Linked DNA regions of Astyanax mexicanus: region 1 is linked to region 2. Evidence: chromatin contacts called from public Hi-C data. All regions are on one chromosome and are shown on one strand. The core of a region is the stretch at or near the end of the contact, and the rest is flanking DNA. Distances in the headings are between cores, read along the strand shown. Region 1 holds the start of tmem38b (transmembrane protein 38B). Region 2 holds the start of oaz1b (ornithine decarboxylase antizyme 1b).

Region 1 (3,082 bases), core at 370-2,869, 160 kb before region 2:
GTTTGTTGTCTTTGTCTGTCTGTATTTATAGTCCGTGTGTGTATTGTTCCAGTGTCGGTTCTTGTACGATTCACGTCTGTTAGTTTGTTCCCTGTGTTTTCTTATATTCTCTATGTTCCTTGTCTTAAGCTTTGTTTCAGCTGTTTGTTTGTTTTTAATTTGTTTGTTTTGTTTATTATATAATAATCGCTCGCTCGCAAAGAGTTTATTTCAGGATATTTTGGAGAAATTCTATGGGTCCACTCACCAAGAACTTATGACACAGTTTAAGTGACAGTTCAAATATGTACTAAACTAAAATTTAACAAAAATGGAGATACTTTTTATTATTAAACAGCAACAATATGTTGTTTTTGTTTCCTGAATAACATTGAGGAAAAGGGTAATTATTTTAGTAAGGTGTTGATGTTAAAAAAAGAGTTTACTCTGCTTTTGTTGTAGTAGTTGTCTCTACTGTACATAGATGGTGTTCTATTAGATTCTAAAGCATTGGTGTGAGAATTTGAATTTCACAATACTTTTTCTAGAATTTCTATTGGTCAAGAAAATTTGTCACAGTTTTAAAGACAGTTCAAATTATGTACTAAACTAAAATGGCAATACTTATTCTCATTAGACAGCAACAATATATTGTTTCTGTTTCCTGAATAACTTGGATTTTTTAATGGTCTTTTTGAGATTAAAGATATTAAAAAAGAGGTCACTTTTGTTGTATTAATTTTCTCTCCATAGATGATGTTCCAGAAGACTATTAGAGCATAGGTGTGAGAATTTGATGGCATGCTGCCGCAGTATTAGTAATAGTGAGATCAGGATGTTGGACGATCAACACTCCACCTTATCCATCCACAACTTTCATACTTCTCCCACCAAATGTACTGAATGGAGAACCATCATGCACCATCGTTCCAGAGAATACAGCTCAATCCATGGGGGGTTAATACCCCCCAGCCCCCCCCCCCCCCCCCCCCCCTAGCCTACACCTGCCTGTCATTAAGCATAGTGCTAACAGGCTAATGTTTGTTCATCTGCTTCAGAAAGTTATGTTCTATTGGAAATGCTTCAGTATAAAGGCACTAGACAAGCTGTGTATGTGTGTGTGTGTGCATTTGCACATCTGTGTCAGCAATGGGTGCATCATGAAGTAGTACTTAACTGTCTTCCTTAGAAGTGTGTCCACATATATTTGCACATATCGTGTATATGTACAGTTTTAAACTGTTCTAACTGATTAAAACACTTACGCTTACATGTTGCAGTGTAGGCTATCTTCATGTCTCGGTAAAACACATCTGTAACGTGTCCCCCTCACCGTGTATCGTGACCCCTCCCCCCTGCCCAGGTGTGTCCGTGTGTTCGCGTGCGTTCAGGTACGCTGGGCTCACCTGGCTGCTCTCGTAAGGCCATCACAGACACGATGTAGTGCGCCGTATCGAAGTACGGGAACATGGGCAGGCCGGCCAGACCCTCCGCGAGCTGCCTTACGCCCCCCAGCCCGAGCAGCTCCATCTCTCCCGGCTGGGCTTCTCTCTTCTGCACGCGCTTAAATCCGGTCAGCAGCCCGTCCGGCTCCGGTCCAGCCGCGGCTCCATCCAGCACTGACAGCGAGCTCCGAGCGGAGACTGCTGCTGGGGGCGGGGCCTAAACCCCACACCCGTATTCAGACAGGCCCCGCCCCTCCTGCGCTACTATTGGCTGGCAGTCATATACATTCATTGTACATATACAGCAATACAGTGTTTAACTATCCCTTTAATAAATTGCATCCACCCACACCCATCCCATCACACACATATTTACCTACACACACACAGTCTATTGATGAAAATGTTAATGGTAAATGATGGATCTCCACATCTTTAATTCAATTTTGCCAGTACACCCCTTACATTTCTGCAGATATTTAAATATATCTTTTCATGGGACAACATTGAAAAATGACACTTTAACACAATGAAAATTAGTCTGTGTGCAGCTTATATAACAGTGTAAATTTATTCTTCTCTCCAAAAAACTCAATATACAGCCATTAGTGTCTAAACCACATGCAACCAAAGTGAGTACACCCCTAAGACACTACACTTCTAACTGTACAAATTGAGCACTGCTTGTCATTTTCCCTCCAAAATGTCATGTGACTTGTTAGTGTTACTAGGTCTCAGGTTTGCATAGCAGGTGTGTTCAATTTTGTAGTACAGCTCTCACACTCTCTCATACTGGTCACTGAAAGTTTAACATGGCACCTCATGGCAAAGAACTCTCTAAGGACCTTAAAAGACAAACACTTCACAAGGACAATTACATATTTAAAACAACACTGATATTTTACCCGCACTGAGACACTTTGTCACTTTTTATGTTACAGATATCCATTCATAATCATCCATGCTGCTCTAGAAAACTTTTTAAACAATTTATTTTAACAATTGCTCTTCAATGTAGTCTGGACCGTGGGAATAAAATATTGTTCCATCTCATGTACCACATGTAATGTGAAATGACAATAATGTCTCTTTGAATCCTTGAAGATAATTCTAAGTAAAGAATACCTAAAAAGGTATGTAACCAGTGTGTAACAAAAAGCTAATTTTATACATGGTAAAAAAAATATATATACTGTCAGTTTTGTGACTAGGAAAATATATGTTATTTTACAATTACTCCTTATAAAAAAACAGAAATTGGAATAATTTAATTAAGTAGTGACTCACTAACTACTCAGCGGCTATCAAAGACCCATAAAACAACTATATCACACTATAGCCAAACCTTAGCTACTACTACTAGCTTCATACAAAATGCAATACATTTAGTGCTGACTTAACACGGGCAAAAGTGCTGAATAATATTTACATATGTTGTAATGGCATTATAACGACTTAGTTATAATATACATATATGTATGTATATTACACTGTGTAAGAGATATAAGATGTATATATATATATATATATATATATATATATATACATCTTATATCTCTTACACAGTGCCATGAAAAAGTTTGGGCATCATGATTTTCCTTTATAAATAATGGGCTGTTTGAATCAATTTCAGATGGAATCACAGTGATATTTGAGAA
Region 2 (2,921 bases), core at 401-2,900:
GTCTATGCGCATGTCTATGTCTACAGACAATTTATAATGTATAATGCATTTTTTCTAATATCAGGTATATGCCCAATTTGATTATTTGGCTATATGTCAGATTTCTGGATTGTGCTTTGTCTAGACTTGGGCTGGGAATTCAGTCAACTTGGACTAATAACATATAGTTTTAGTAGTAGTCTTTGGCAACTTGCTCTGTAATGCTGTCTAACGCTTAATCTGCAGTCTAGACTAAGGAGCCTTGGATCAAGCGCACTCTTATGCCCTGAAGAGTAAAAAGTGCCTATGGTGTCTACATGACATCACCTTAAACCCTATTAACTGAAAAACCAAGCTAGATAAGCTGTGCTTAGTGCTAGTTAGCTAACACTGTATGTTTACAAAGCCAATTGAAGCTTATCTTAGCTTAATTTTCCTTAACATATCTAGGCCATATCTAGGTTTGATGGCTTAAAACACCCTGAATTATCTACTGTTTCTCTCTGAACTCCGTGGTCCTCCAGTAATTTTAGTCCCGTCCGGACGGACATCTTTGAGTTTACCTCACAGTAATTACACTTTGGGCGCGTGTTTCCATGGAGATCCACGTAAACACAACAGCTAGTGGAACTGAAGGAGCTACTGAACACGATGTCATGTGACTGAGAAAGCCTGAAAACTCACTGGTCCTCCTGTTTTTTTTAATTGCAGTCCAGATACAAAAGTTTCATCACTGAGTAAAAGTGTGAAATATTTTTCACAGACGTCCCTCTGAGAAACTAATCCCATCCTGATAGAGCTAATGGTATATTACTGGTCCACACCTGACACTGTGGATCATGGAATAATAAGGACCTGCACAGTAACAGAAACAGAATATCCCATCCACCTGACACCCATTATCAACTTCCATAATTCATGTGACCTTGTCATGAGCACACTGGCCGGTGTTCAACTTCACTAACAAGATAACATCTCACAACTAAAGCAAGAGTGTGCTTGCATACAGGTTAGTCTATCAGGTTTTGACAACAAAAACAACAAATCATAATTAAATAATGCGATTTCTGGGGCCTTCTCTGGGATTTTTCATTGACCACCAGCGGTACACATTCTACCCTTTTAAAAATGAAACAAAAACTCATTTAAATTCTAAACATTCTGCATCCATTGTTCCATACTGCTTGTCTAAACAGACTAAATCATATATTATTAAAACTTGTGATTAATCAGGTAGTGTTATTTTGACAAAACAGCAGTTAACACAACACGTCTGCAGCTGATCATGTGTGAGTTTGTGTGGGGTGGATGAAAATAAACAGCTTTTCTTTTCGTTTCCTCCAGTGTTTTCTGCAGGGTTTCAGTAATTTTCCATTAGCTACAACGACGCCCCCACGGATCCTCTTCACTTCTGCAGCTTGTTGTGTTTTTTTTTAATCCTCTGTGTGCTGCGTATGGCCTTTTATTTTCTTTCCCGCTCCTATTCCGGCAGGTCCCGCCTCTCATTGGTCTCGATTGGCTGTTGGTAAATTGGGTCCCGCACGATGATTAGCTAGTCGTAGACTATGACAAACTGATCACCAATCCCAGCGCTAGAGAGGTGGACTGTACTCGAATGCGGGTGTGAAATTGAGAGCCACAAAACGCGATTCTACAGCGGCTTAGCCTTCACTTTGTAAACGAGGCGAGAGCAGAGTGAGGCGGCCGTGAATCGTCCCAGGGCCGGATGGTCAAATCCAACCTCCAGCGGATACTGAACAGTCACTGCTTTGCTCGCGAAAAAGAAGGAAAAAGGCAAGATCAGGCCAGGATGGACGCTTTGACAAGTACTAGTAATATTTGTGACATGATCGGCAGGTAAGTCGGAAAAATAGTCGACGGTGGGGGAAGGGTTAGCTTATTTTAGCTTATCTTAGCATAGATTGGGCCTAGCCTGGCCTTATCTGGCTTAGCTTCTTTGGCTAATTGTGTAGCTAACTAAATGGCTAGCTCATAGCGGTGGGTAGTCCAGGTCCAGAAATTAATAATCCATATCAGGGTTTTGCAGCAGAGCCGCCCAGGCATTTGGAACGAGAAGCTTGGGTGGATTTTTACATTCTGGACCTGGACTTCCTAACTCTTACTTTACCAACAGGGCAGCATGCTAGCTAACTAGCCTTCTGCTGCTGTCATCCTTTAGCTAACCTAGCTGTTAAAGTTTTTTCGACTCTTATATAACAACAACAATATAATCTAGCTAATCCTTATATATTTATAACGTTACCTTTATTAGTATTCCAATTATGTAACATGTTGTGTCTGTATTTAACTTAAAGGACGAACCAGGCTATCTTGGATGTGCTAAACTAGCTAACGCTAACGTGTTTAAAAGGCCAGTTGAGGATTAGCTTAACTTATCCTAGCTTTACCCTGCCTGAGCTCAGTTTATCTGAACATCTCTAGCTCGCTCGCTAGGCCAGCTGTGGTGTTTTTTGGTTCGTTAGCTGGGAATTGCTATTCAAATGAGGTTGTCATCAGTCTCTTTTTGTTGTATTTGAGTGTACAGTCGTTTCTTTTCCGTTTTTAGCTAAATTAAAACGTTTAGTCAGCGATTTTAGAACGTTTTCACATCGTGGTGTGTGTGACGTCGTCGCTACATTACTGTTAAGACTGCGTCACAATGGCCTTATGTTGCGGAGGTGCCGTTCCGGTTTCAGATAACCTACTTTTACTGTTTAATAGCCTGAATAATAACGTTTTTAATTGTGTATTGTATTTTTTGGAGGGTTATTTACAATTTTAAGGCTTTTTTATGATGTCCTTGAGATAGAAACAATTTAAGTGTATTCCTTAAAAATATATATTTTATGCATACAAATTTTAGCAGAAAGAATAAAAAAATGAGTATTTTTAAATGATTTTTTATTAACCAATAAGAGATTAGGAATATGTCTGGTTATTTA

Evidence for each region. Hi-C and Micro-C count contacts between places; a contact is called where the count stands out from the background.
Region 1: a contact with region 2 is called in a Hi-C map of muscle, with 6 times the contacts expected there. The contact joins the promoter of tmem38b here to the promoter of oaz1b in region 2. A contact is called at or near these places in 2 of 3 Hi-C or Micro-C datasets (both in muscle).

What each region holds. Positions count from the first base shown.
Region 1 is chr17:32,781,910-32,784,991 of AstMex3_surface, reverse strand. It overlaps tmem38b (transmembrane protein 38B), which reads right to left and starts at 1,619. Exons shown (of 6, transcript XM_007230611.4): 1 at 1,386-1,619. The coding sequence starts at 1,509. It overlaps LOC125782402 (a long non-coding RNA gene), which reads left to right. Exons shown (of 3, transcript XR_007425047.1): 3 at 733-820.
Region 2 is chr17:32,624,999-32,627,919 of AstMex3_surface, reverse strand. oaz1b (ornithine decarboxylase antizyme 1b) reads left to right here and starts at 1,650. Exons shown (of 5, transcript NM_001291919.1): 1 at 1,650-1,836. The coding sequence starts at 1,706.